Regions from separate parts of the Rattus norvegicus genome. Here region 2 is linked to region 1. Evidence: chromatin contacts called from public Hi-C data. All regions are on one chromosome and are shown on one strand. The core of a region is the stretch at or near the end of the contact, and the rest is flanking DNA. Distances in the headings are between cores, read along the strand shown. Region 1 has its middle 34 kb from the start of Lrrc74a. Region 2 overlaps Tmem63c (transmembrane protein 63c).

What was found. A called contact is a pair of places that touch in the nucleus more often than the background predicts.
Region 2: a contact with region 1 is called in a Hi-C map of Schwann cells, with 5 times the contacts expected there. The contact joins two enhancer-like sites. A contact is called at or near these places in 8 of 12 Hi-C or Micro-C datasets (the A7r5 cell line, Schwann cells, frontal cortex and 5 more).

The regions. Positions count from the first base shown.
Region 1 is chr6:112,148,160-112,154,783 of GRCr8, forward strand. No RefSeq gene overlaps it. Among named protein-coding and RNA genes, the nearest start is that of Lrrc74a, 34 kb to the left of the region's middle. Within about 2 kb of position 4,877, at least 44 of the 93 cell types and tissues checked have an H3K27ac peak or open chromatin away from gene starts, as enhancers often do. A contact at or near this core is called in Schwann cells, where this site is marked.
Region 2 is chr6:112,418,943-112,425,693 of GRCr8, forward strand. The region is part of intron 2 of Tmem63c (transmembrane protein 63c); the gene reads left to right. Among named protein-coding and RNA genes, the nearest start is that of Tmem63c, 18 kb to the left of the region's middle. Within about 2 kb of position 3,464, at least 10 of the 93 cell types and tissues checked have an H3K27ac peak or open chromatin away from gene starts, as enhancers often do. A contact at or near this core is called in Schwann cells, where this site is marked.

The sequences.
Region 1 (6,624 bases), core at 3,627-6,126:
TGTGGGATTGTTAGGCAGAAGGAAAAGAGCCTACAGGGACCTGGTTAAGGCACAAAATCATGGTCAAGGGCACAAAACCTCGTCACAGCACGGCCTGGTCATGTGACCTTAGAGCCTCAGTGGTCTCATCTGGCTAATGGAACAGCAAAAATGAAACTTCTCAGTCTGTTCCTGACCTCTTTTCTTTTTTTCAGAGCTGAGGACTGAACCCAGGGCCTTGCGCTTGCTAGGCAAGCGCTCTACCACTGAGCTAAATCCCCAATCCCTCCTGACCTCTTAAAACTACTTGAGAGGTGCAGCGAGGTGGCTCAGGTGGCAAAGGTACTTACTGCATGAGCCAGGTTACCTGAATTCAATCCTGGAACCAATGACAGGAGGAAAAAAGTCCTGAGGTCCCCTCACCTGCATATGCATGCTGTGGCACACACGCACATGTATGCACGTGCGTGTGCGCGCACACACACACATCTATGCATGCATGCATGCACACACACATGCATGTACACATGCATGTACACACACAAAATATATAAAAATGTCTAAGTCTTGAAAAAGGAGGCAGATAAAGCTAGGCCACTCACGCCAGCCATCCCAGCTCCCTGGAAGCCAAGACAGAAAAGTCTATCACCATACGTTTGAGGTTAACTTAGTCTACACAGCCGACTAGCTGTGTAGCCCAAAAAATAAAAGGGGTCAGAGAGATGACTCAGGAGTTAGAAGTATTGTTGCCAACACACAGCTACCCTCACATATGTGAACATAAATAAAAAAGCAGGGAAGGAAGAGAAAAGAAAGGCAGACTTCAAGAGTTAAGCAAGGGGTTGGGGATTTAGCTCAGTGGTAGAGCGCTTGCCTAGCAAGCGCAAGGCCCTGGGTTCGGTCCCCAGCTCCGAAAAAAAGAAAAAAAAAGAGTTAAGCAAAAAGAAGAAAGGAAAGAGCCGTGAGCACACGTGGGGCTCTGGTGGTTTGGCCAGGCTTGTGGCATGCTGAGGGATGCCAAGTACAGTGTCACCAGTTACCACTGTGGAGCAACCAGGGCAGACGGTGCACATGACAATCAGACAGAGAGATGATTGACAGGTCTGTGCCGCAGACAGCTCCACCCTCAGCTAAGTTGAGTTTCCATGAGACCTCAGGGTCATTAAAGTGGAAACTTCTAGTTCTTTGGAATGTATGTCAAATGATGGTTTGCTGGGGCACACAGGTGAAAGGATATCTTGCTAAAGCACACATGTGGAAGACGGTTTTCCTGAAGACACAGATGAAAGGATGTTTTTCTGGGTCAGACACAGGAAAGGACGTTTTCCTGAAGCAGAAACAGGTGAAAGGATCTTTTGATAAAGCAAACATGTGAAAGGACCCGGGATGAAGGAGTATAAATATGACCCCACAGACAATGAGAGACAAGCACTGAACACTGGTTTGGTTTGCTCCACCTTGCTATTCTTCGCTGAAGACATGCATGTGCTCTTACTCTCTCTTACCCTCTCTTACCCTCTCTTGCCCTTTGTTCTTCTCTGTTCTTGCCCCCAAGCCCCACCTCCATGTGCCCATGGTCGGCCGCCTTTCCTCTCTTCTTCTACTCTTCTCTCATTAAACCTCTCCATGTGGAAAAGAAAAAAAAAAAAAAAGACATGCATGTATTGGTTCGCCTTACATAGTGTTGTTGAGTTCAACTTGTGGTAACGCCCACCATTTTTGAGAAACTCCTCTGAGGCCTCACCTTAGGCCAGTTGGTGAGCTTGGCGGTTTCTTCAGGATTGAAATACAGCTGCCTAGTGTCTGATTGCTGAAAGGACTGCTCTGTGACTGCTGGTTCCTGCCTGTTTTCTGCCTGCCTAGAGGACTGGTCTGCACCTGCTGAGTCCTATTTTGTGTTTGCTCTGGGACCGAACTGCTGCCCAAGAAGATCAAGCTTGCCCCCAAAGAACTATTGCTGAACAAGTCCACGTCTCCCCCATCCTAATAACTTTTCTCTTCCACTCCCTCTGCTGGATGGTGGGCTAGAGGAGAGGTTGAACCCTTATTAAAAGTAGATTGCAAAAAATGTGTGCCCACAGGTCACAGTTAGGATGGTGGAGAAAAAGCAAGGCAGAGGATATATCGGGGTGTCCTGTGGCTGTTGGAACTGTCTCCTCAAAGGCGAAGTGTTTGAAGTCAGGAGTCTTTTAAATCTTTCACGACCTGCTAACTTTACATTGTTACAGGGCATGCATAACTCACGGGTCCTATGGGAACCGTAAGGGTTGTGTGGCTGGTAAGAACATCCAAATGTGTAAGGAAAAAATGAAAATCAGAATGGCTACACATAAATGAAAGCTTCCTGTTTCTCTTTGTCTTGGTATAAAATTGAAACGGAAGCAAAGGTTCCTACAAACTTGATTTTCTTTCAGGCTGACTTCTGGGAATGATAGAGATTCTAGAGAGCCAAAAATCTACCTCCTCCAGTCCTCTACGTCACCCTTTGACACTGATACTCCACCCTAAATAACGAGAGACCCAATCTTTCCCCAGTATCCCAAGAGGCCTCCCACACTACTTTCAGCAATTCTCAAAGGTGGCGTCATTCCCATTTGTAGCCACTAGATGTCAGGTCAGCTCCAAAAGTCCTTACTTCCACTGAGCTCTTGAGAGATAGTGCCTGAATTTGAAATCTTCCAACATTTCCTTCAACATCCTGATTGCCTGCCCCTGGAACGCAGCTTGATCATCCTCAGGGATCCAGCAGCCCAAACTTGTGCAGACCCCTCCGAAGCTCCATGTTCTCACTGTCTGTCGGGATCGCTAAGAACTACCATGCTCTTCTGTAGTAAGGAAGAAAAGCTGGCACCTGGGCAGAGTTCTACAGCCAGTTCCCTATCTAACCAGCCCACTAAGCAACAGAACGCACCATGGGCAGATCGGCAGGAGCACAGCCCAGCCCCCTGAGCAAGCCTGCAGGAGCCTGAAGGTGGGAGGGGCAGTGGCAACTCTATCTCCACGAGTAGACAGGAGGACCCTGCAGGAATAGCAGAGGCCATCAAGGTAAGAGACAGCCCAGAGACCTAGGAAACAGCAGCCTGTTTATCCATCCTTCCACATGCCAACTGGGCTTTGAGAACCAGGTCTGCACCCTCCCCGGACTGTAGGATTGAGAAGGCGAGGCTGATTCCAGGACAGGTAAGGAGACCTAAATCTCTGTTTCCAAGAACTGGGCAATTCCAGGCAAGTCCAGGCCTCAGAAGATGCCCGGACACCTGGCCTGGGGCAAGGACAATGGGTCAGCAGCAGTGTCCAGACCTCCCCAGCAAGTTTCCAGCCCCACACCCGGTAATGGAATGACCATAGAGATGGACCCAACAAATTAACACAAAGGTCACCTACCCCAGAATTCCCTTATGTGCTTTAAATCAGGCCTGTGAGCACACTTAGTTGTGTCTCTATTCTGGCAACGGGAGACCCCAGCATGCTGGACTTCTGCAGAATAAAACACTCTTTGAGTTTACATACTGAATCCAGGGTATCATTCTTGGATGAAGCATGGACCCTTACAGAATGAGAACTGTTAAATTAATTTCTCAATAAGAGTTCGGTATCGTGCCCACAATGATTTCCAGGGTCCCAAAAAAGAATGTGTCTTAACCATGACCCTTCCCTGTCCTCCTGAGGCTGCCTTGCACCTTTGCACCACCAGGGGGCAGGGTGAACACTCTTCAGACATCAAAAGTGGGAAATACACTGAATACACTGTTACATTGTTAAGGCCGGAATGGAGGTGGGAGAAGGATGGAGGGAGGGAGGGAGGGAGGGAGGGAGGGAGGGAGGGAGAGAGAGAGAGAGAGAGAGAGAGAGAGAGAGAGAGAGAGAGAGAGACTTACAGCAAAGGTTGATGAGTCCTGCTGATCCCCACCCACAGGAATCAGCTATCCTACTAGGGAACAAAAGCAGCAGGAAGCTGGATAGATACCTCTGCATGTTAGAGTCAATACATGTAAAGTCTGAAATTTTGCAATTCTCAGTTTGCTTTATCAGTAATCATCTCTGTGACCTTGGGCCGTGGGCTCCATGTTTCTGGCCTCCGTTTGCCTATCTATAAGTGAGGAGGATGAGAATAAACAGAGCCCCGTGAAGAGATTGTGAAATCGTGTATTCTGAAACCCTTACTTGTTTTCCAGCTTGTGAGTAGCTTAGGATTTATCAAGGCCCTTCATCCTTGCTGCCTGTGGAGAGCTAACTCCTCTCTCAACCTCATGACAGTGATGTCCCACTCCTGACAGAGAGGACTGGAAGGTCCCAAAGGGCACAGACAGGGTCACCTCAACACCCCCAAGCCCTGAGTCTCAAAAATGCTGCAGAGGACTTTCGACCTCAGGCTTGGGCTTAAGGCTGGTATGCAAACAGCCCATGGTCTTAATGCCAGCACTCAGGAGGCAGAGGCAGGTGGATATCTACAAGTTCAAGGCCAACCTGGTCTGCAAAGGAATTCCAGGACGGCCAGGGCTACACAGAGAAACCGTGTCTTGAGAAACAGGAGGTGGGAACTGCAGTACATGATGATGGAGCGGTGCTGGTTTATAGACCAACAAAGCAAGACATCAGGGGGAAACCCCTCCATGAGCCCCCAGGAAGGCACAGACCCCAAATTCTGCAGCTTCCGTCCTAACAAGCAAGCACCATAGCCCAGTCGTTCCTCAGATACAGGCCATAGCCTCTAAAATCAGTCCTGGTGGCAGCTCTAGTGTCCTCAGGAGACCAAGCCTGCCCTACCAAGTTGGGGCTTGGGATTTGTTTTTGTTTTAAACAAAAGAAAACAATGGCTGGCAAAGCTAGCCTGTGTCCTAAGACCCTGGCTCCTGACCAGGAGCCTTGAACCAAAAGGAGGGGAAGGCTCTCGGAAGCCCGAATCACATTCCGGCAGGAGAGGAAGGCCGGGCAGCTGTGGGAGCTGGCTTCCAGCCCAGCGTGCCCCATGGGGAGGAGAGCCCAGTGAAGCTCAGAGGGTCTTCTCTTCGTGTGTGTGTGTGTGTGTGTGTGTGTGTGTGTGTGTGTGTGTAGGTGTGGGTGTTTGACTCTCTCTCCCCCTACCCCACCCCCCCCCCCTTTCTCATCTCACACTATAGCCCAGACTGGCCTCAAATGCTCTGCAATCCTTCTGTGAGCCTCCTGGGGGTTAGGCTTATGGACATGAGCCACAATGCTTGTGACAGGGATTAGGGCGTGGGGGGTGGGGTGGCTTTGAGTTGCCAAGGCTTTGAGAGTGCTTGAAGATGTCAGGGTAACTGTCTGGCTGGCTGCTATGAGTTCAAGATGCCTGGGACACAACATTCCTGCTAATAAAAAATGTGTGCAAATACAATTTTTAGACAATAGAGACAAAGAAAAAGAAAATTGACATATGGGGGCCAGGCCAGGACAGAGAGAAAACCCCTCATTTCCTAACATTAAAATAAGTCTTTTCCCCAGTTCTTGGGCAAGAGTGTCAAAAGCCTTGGAATTTCCTGGGAAGAAATGCCTTTGTTATGCCAATGGTGATTCATGCTGCCCTCAGATGGCTTTGGGATAAGAGCTGATCACCAGAAAGACCAAAGAGCTGGGCTTTCCAGTCCAGCCTCAGACAACTCCTTCCTTCCCAGGGGTGGCCTGGAGGTGGAGTTTGATCCTCTAACCTCCTTCAGTCAATCCGGTCCAACTCATGAAAAGCTCGTGGAGGTGAACAAGTCATTGCAGAGGACGGTGGTGTCTGGACTCCACAGGGAGGGAGCAGAGTGTCAGTCCTTGGAGCTTTCTCTTCTAAACCCACCTTCACGTGGCTTCCTGGTGTGGTCTTTGTGTGCGTGAGTATGAGTGTGTGTGTGTTTCTGGGTATGTGCATGTTAACAGTGTGCATGTAGAGGTCAGAAGACCACCTCAGGTGCAAGTCCTCAGCTCCACCGTTTGGGGTAGACTCCTTCCTGTTTGCTGGTTGGCCGAGGACAAGCTTCCTATTCCTTCCACTTTACCATGGGAGGGGTACAATTACACACCCAGACTACCCTATCTGCCTTTTGCATGGGCTTCAGGTTTCCAGGCTTGGGTGACAAGCATATTTAACCCCCAAGCCTGTAGCCTTTATGAGGAAATTAACTTGTAACATATCCAGGGAGGGGAAACAAGACCCTCAAATCTTCGTATGGCCAGTATGGCCAGTCAGAAATGCAAACATCCTAGCGATCTCACTATATTATTTTATTTTATTATATTATATTATAAGTACACTGTAGCTGTCTTCAGAGGGTATCAGATCTCATTACAGATGGTTGTGAGCCACCATGTGGAATTTGAACTCAGGACCTCTGAGTTAACCACTGAGCCATCTCAACCTCCCATTTGCAGCCTTATATAGCAAACCCTTAAAAGACTGGGGGTTTGGTGCAGGGAGGGTCCAGGATGAGTAGGGTCAATGAGAATTGCAGGAGACCCGGCGGAGTTAGCCCAAGTTAAGCAAGAAACACAAGCATGCTCATATCTGAGTTTGTCTTGTGTTCCACACTCAAGCACGAGCTTGTCAGAGCCTGAAGCCCGGGGGGGGGGGGGGGGGGGGCGGTGTGCATCTCAGGGCGTCCCTGAGAGTCCTGCCGAGATGTCGTCTCCCTAAGCTATACTTTG
Region 2 (6,751 bases), core at 2,214-4,713, 270 kb after region 1:
TGTCTGTACAGCCTTGATAGATCAGAGCTCGTCTTGGCTGCAGAAGGAGGCGGAGTGGGGGTGTCACCAACAGCATCTACCTGATTGCTTACCTGGTTGCTGTGGGTACCTCCGGGCTGGCGGCCTTTATCCTTGTGCAGCAAGAGCTGAGTCTAGGATGGGGCCTTATCTCACTGCATGTTTGCGATTCCCTCCCATCCCCATTCTCCCTCCCCACTGCTCCCCTCTGGACTCATGCTGGAGATTTAATGAGATAGAGGCTGAGGAGAGAACCACACCCTGGAGCCTCTACCCTGCCGTTGATGAGGAATTGAGTGGCTGCCCAGTCTTGCTGGCTGAGAGTGTAGTCCAGACCTGTTGCCATGGAGATGAGAATTACTGGGATAACTCAGGGTCCCTGAGGCTCAGCTTTGCCCAGTTGTGACTGCATTTGCTCTACCGCCCTCAGACGGGAGGTGTGCTGAATATCTCTTTTTCTAAACCAAGACAGAAACCTCCAAGAACAGGTTCCAGCCAACTCCGCCGTGGATAGAGATAGGCAGGAGCTACCTAGCCTGAGGTGAGAAGCTTATGACAACACTGGCCAGCAGATGTGACAGTGGGTGACAGTGTTTCTTTACGGTCCCCTCTAGGCCATATGTTCTGGGTCTGACATCACAAGGCCAAATAAGTCCCTCTGCCCAGCTTCCTGACTATCTCATCTCCAACAAATATTTGCAAAGCATCCAGCCTTACCAGGCAGCAGAGGAGTTGATGATGAACAAGGGCTCAGGCTGTGTTAGGGATTGGCTAGTCTCTGGAGCAGCCAGTCATGTGCAAGGTCAGCTTGTAAGTGACCACGCGGTATACTAGCTCCCCACAAGGTAAATAACGCATCACTGAATGTGCTGGACAGTGTGTGAGCCATTCGCTTGGCTCCCTTAGTCCTCACAGGTACTCAGCGGGGGAGGAGAACATTAGTATATCCATTTTATAAGTAAGGGAACTGAGGTGCATTAAGACACCTACTGAAAGTCATGGGGCTGATACGTAGCAGAAGTTAGGGTCAGACTCAAGGAAGCCAGCTCTAGGGACCTACAATTACATGCTGCACTGTGTCTGCCTCCCAAGAAGCTGTGAAGTAGAGGTCATGAGGTGTCAACTGACCCCCCCCCCAAAAAAAAAGTAAACATTGAACTAGATTAGTGGCAAAATGAGTTAGTGTTGGTGGCAGGGAACATCTGGGCAGGGACTAGAATACGCCAAGGCCCTGGGGCTGGAAGAGAGGAGGTGAGAGAGAATGGATGAAAATGGGGTGGGGGATTCAGCTAAGTGAAGCCAGTGAGTCAGGCAGAACCATCTATAGCAGGAAGAGTAAGGAAAGCAACCGAATTCCTTCTACAGGATTCCCTCACTGCCTTATTCAGGAAAACCTCCGAAACACTCCAGATTGGGCTCAGTGGCCCTTGTCTGTGAGCTACACGCACACGGCAGACAGCTCCTTTTAGCAAGATCTGTCCTAGCCTCTCCTGGAATGAGCTTGGTGAGAGAAAGAACGTGCCTGCCGCATTCTTCTTAGCACTGGGTGGGGGAGAACTCTGGGTGGAGTGCTGCTGTAGGAATGGAGGAGACACGGGAACTTCCAGGAGGGCAGCCTGGGAATGCAGAGTTGATCTGACTCCTAACAGGGCATTCTTAATGGGGATGGAGAGCCCGTGGGCCAGAGAATGCTCAGGTCTTTGAGAGCAAAGGCCATCCGGTTATGAGGGGGTCGGGTGGAAAGAAGAGATGGTGGCTTGACCATCTTCCTGAGTGGGCAGCTTCCTAAAGCCACCAGGGGCCTGCACAAAGACCCCTTCCCACTTGACAAGCAGTTAGATCTGGCAGCGTTAGAGGACCTGAGAGGCAGCAAGGGGTTTGATGAAGGGAAGCCAACGATGTTTGTGCCTAGAAAATCCAAGGCTTCCCTTTAAACTACTGTGTACAACAGAGCATGCTCACTTAGTTTCGGGTTTATTTTAAACCAGAAAAGATTTAGAGACCTCGGAAAGAGCTGTAATGTTAAGGGTTTCCTGCTGTTGCTCTTTATTCCTTAAATTTAAAAAAAAAAAAGACAAAAACAAAAATCAGGACACTTGTTTTAGAACATCAGTCCATCCTGCCGTTCTTTTGGTTTAGTTTGGTTTGGTTTTGGTTTTTGATTTGGTTTTGGTTTGATTTGGTTATTTTATTATTTTATTTTTGTTTTTTTGAGACAGAGTTTCTTTGTGTAGTTCTGCCTGCCCTGGAACATGCTCTGTGGACCAGGCTGGCCTTGAACTCAAAGATCCACCTGCATCTGTCTTCTGAGTGCAGGGATTTAAAGGCATGTACCACCATGACCAGCATCCTGCTCTCGCTCTCTCTCTCTCTCTCTCTCTCTCTCTCTCTCTCTCTCTCTCTCCTCCTCCTCCTCCTCTTCCTCTTCCTCCTCTTCCTCCTCTTCCTCTTCCTCCTCTTCCTCTTCCTCCTCCTCCTCTTCCTCTTCCTCCTCCTCTTTCTCCCCCCCCCCACAAGCAGACATTATATGAACACAAACAGGTTGTCACCCAAGCCGCTGCCCAGCCTCTAGAGGTCTGATGTCTGTGATATCCCCATTGCTTCACCTCTTGCCCTGTCTAACTTGGACATGGCCATGATGGCTCACTTGGGTTGAACTGACAAGAGTCTGAGGACAAGAGAGGGAACCTTTCCATCAAGGAGAGGCACCCCTGTAAGGTCTGAGTGAGGTAGGTGGAAAGTCAGTTTATATAACTTCCAGCCTTGACTAGAGTGGCCACTTCATCCCTCTTTCTGCCTTGTTTTCCCTCCGGCTTTGTAACTCTGGGCTAGTACTTGGCCTCAGTTTATCTACCTGTAGAATGGAGCACTGACTCTTGCTGCTTAGGCCGTGGCTCTTAGGCTGCTTCTGAGGCATGAATGGTGGTTAGAGATCACTCCTTTCCTGTCACTCAAATCTGCCCCCTCTCCTCCCCTCTCTCCATCTGAAGCCACGCCCACTCAAGCCTGGAGTTGGATTCCAGCATAGTTTTCCCTCTCCCCCACTAACTTCTGTCTTGAGCCTGGGGTTTTTCAATGCTGTTTTGTCTTGAGTGTGGTTCAGAGCAGCGTGATTCAGAGGGGCTGACGTGGGACTCATTTCCCCTTCCGTGCCATTAGCTCCCTGACCTAGCCAGTCTCTTGGGCTCTTCAGGCTCAAGATTCCTCTTTTCAAGATGACAGAACAGAATCTAGCTGGCCTTCGTGCAGGACATAAAAACACCCTTAAGAATTTTCATGATTTTTTAAAAGCTGTATATGCATATTAAATCCAAACCAGGATTTATGATGCTTCCCAAATGACTGGGTTGGAAGACTGGATGCTCAGAAGAGCGGAGCTGATCCAATAGACAAAGCACGTCTGTCAGGAGGGCTGTTCCTGGAGGCCCGGGGCTCCCCATCTGCTCTCTGCAACCTCGGATCAGGAAGCTTCTTTGATGCTTGCCTTTCTGTGCACCAGCTCTCCCCAGGAGGCATGAATCTGTGGCAAAGTGTCCCTTCCTCTTCACCAAAGAAGAGGGAACACAGCCCAGCCCAAGGGAATCTTTGAGGGTGTCCCTCCATCTGTCCTTAACTGGCTTACTGGTAAGGACAGGGGTCTCTGTGCTCCCCATACACCTCCAGCTGATTCAAAGCCCCTACCTTGCTCCACAAGACTGAGAGGCCACTGAGGATCCTGAATGGGGTCCAGAAGGTCCAGGTTCTCACCTCAAATCTGCCCGCTCGCAGGCTTAGGTCAGTGTCTGAGCCTTCAGGAGATTCAGCTCCATCACATTGTACATTGAACACAATGTCCTTGGTCATGAAGTCTTGGGAGATGAAGGACACTTTGGAGCAAGGATAGGCTCAACTCAGGGCGAGATTGACGGCCAGCTGGCAAGTCATGTGTGCAGGGCTGTGAAGCAGAACCCCTAGTTCCTGCAACTCTCCTACAACTCTGCTCCTACTAGCAACACGAGCAAGCCTCATGCACCAAGCTGCCCTCCCAGAAAAGGGTGATGGCAGGGAGAGGAGGAGATCCAAAGGCAAGTGGAGCTAGGAGGGGTTTACACGACACAAAACTCATTTGTTTCGAACCAGGGGGGATAATCTTTCCTCTTGTTAACTAAAGGTAACAGTTATTGAAAAGACCCAGAGGGCCAGGTGGTGGGTGGGGACAGGCAGGAGGTACAAATTTGTGCACCGGGTGGTGGTGGTGCTGGTGTGTGTGTGTGTGTGTGTGTGTGTGTGTGTGTGTGTGTGTGTATGTGTGTGTGTGTGTGTGCTGGTTCCTGCTGATTGATTGGGTGTGGGAAGGTTGATAGTGACTGAGCCTTGGGCAGCACTGAGAGACTCAGCTGGATAGCTGCAGGGTCCAGCTTAGAGCTCTGATTATGTCCACCATGTTTACCTGAGAGTCTAGGAAAGCTTTATACCTGTAGACTGGGTCTCGGGCAAGGTCCCCTTTCTGCCATCTTTGTCAATACTGTCACCCCAGCGGATGGCAGTGAAACACTCAGGCTTGAGGGCCAGCTCTGCCTCTTGATAGGCCCATGACTTGTTTAAGCTCACTGGGCTTTGCTGTTTCTGTTCTGGGGCCCTGGGGTCCTGATGAGGGTTAAATGAAGTAACCTTAAATGGAATAGATTGGCCCAGAGCTAATGCTCGACAAATGTTAGCGATCAATAAGTTGGCACCTCCCCAGAACTCCTTAGACCACCTTTAAAAATTTTTTGACTTTATTTCTAATTATATGTCCTTGTGTGTACCTGTGCAGGCATATGTGAACATGAGTTTGAGGTCCCGTGGAGGCCAGAAGAGGGAGATAGATCAGATCTAGAGTTACAGTTGTGAGATGTCCAACATGGGTACTTGGATCTCTGGAAGGGCAGCAAGTGCTCTTAATCCCTGAGCCATTCCCATGGCCTTCCCTTCTCCCTACAGACCACTTTAATTCTGAAATCACTCCTGAGATTTGCTCTTGCAATGTCTGGATCATCGGGAAGTGGAGAGCAGAGAGCCGGCTTGGCTCGTTAGACAGCAGTGGGCCTGGATGCCTGGAGGGAGACAGGGAGGGAAGATGGAGTTGAAGGCAAAGCCAGCTCTTTTTGATACCGTTCCTGAGTTGCTGAGGATGGCTCAGAATTAGAAGACCCAGAAAAGCAGCACATCCTGCTTTTGACAGTGGAAGGCAAGATAGGAGAGTGTGGGCAGGAGAGAGCTATTCCCTCTCCCACCAGACAAGGTGTGCACCCACAGAGGGCACCTGCCTCACAGACCAGCATTCTCACCACCCCTCCTGTCTCTCCTTGGCCCAAATGGAGGGTGTAATTTGGTTTTTGTTCATGGAAAGCATAAAGACAATGGCTGCCAATGACTGCAGTTTAAGGAATAGTAGACCCTCTCTTCTCTGTGTCTCTCCTCATTCCTGTCCCCAAGTCGAATGGGTGGCAAGGAGGAGTAGAGATTCCTCAGCACCATCTCAGAGGAGCCAATAGCTTGACGATGGCACTGGTAATCCTGAGGGCTGATGTGGTTCTCATCCCCGCACAAGGGATTGTACGAACCACATGTGTGCATTGTCACAGTAACCTGTGGAGCTGTGCAGCCATCATGACCACCTTCCAGGTGCTGAACCTGAGGCTCGGAGAGGTGAGGGTGCCGCTGAGGGTCGCTATGACAGACCCAGCCAAAATGAGATGTTCTGGCTTCAGGGAGCCAGACTCTCCCCCATTATCTTGAACAGTTCTTTGTCCCGTGTTGTGAGATGTGTGTCCTAAGAGTCCTGTTCCTCAGTACCTGTACCTCAGACCAGCCGTATGTATCTCTAGTGTCCTCAGGGGTTTCTTCAAGTACCACCTCCTCTTCCTCTTCCTCTTCCTCTTCCTCTTCCTCTTCCTCTTCCTCTTCCTCCCACCCCCGCCTTTTAAGACAGGGTTTCTTGGCTGCACTGGAACTCACTCTGTAGACCAAGCAGGCCTTAAACTCAAAGAGATCCACCTGCCTCTGCCTCCCAAGTACTGGGATTAAAGGTGCACGTCACCATTGCCCGATCCAAGTTTCATTTTGTTTTTAAGTCTTGGCTATATACAGAGTACAGTCTTTAAAACTCTTTTAAAGATTTATTCATGTATCTGTATCTTTCTTATGTATACGACTGTACACACACACACACACACACACACACACACACACACACACACACACACACACGACTATGCTGTCTTCATGCACCCCAGAAGAGGGTACTCAATCCTATTACAGATGGTTGTGAGCCACCATGTGCTTACTGGGAATTGAACTCAGGACCTCTGGAAGAGCAGTCAGTGCTCTTAACCACTGGGCCATCCCTCCAGCACCTCAAGCTTCATTCTTAACAGGGCTCATGCTTGGATATCCAAAAAAGCCAACCCTTCAGTTTTCTGATCTTCCCCCATACACACCAGAGCTAGCTTAGAGCCACATCTGGGCGGGGTTTTGCCTTTTGGGTTATGGATGAAATGAAGAATGCAGGCCTAGGATGGAAGCGATATATGGAAAAAGGCTGGGTGCTACTTTAGGTTTCCTTGGCAACAGCCTTCTCGCTGCCTCTGCCTGCTGCTAGAGAGCTGGGGTGGCAAGGTGGGAGAGGTAAACTTCTCTCCCCTCCCCTCCCACACCTGCCCTGCAGGCCAGAGCCGGAGCTGAAACCCTGAACTGACCCGATGGCTGGGTG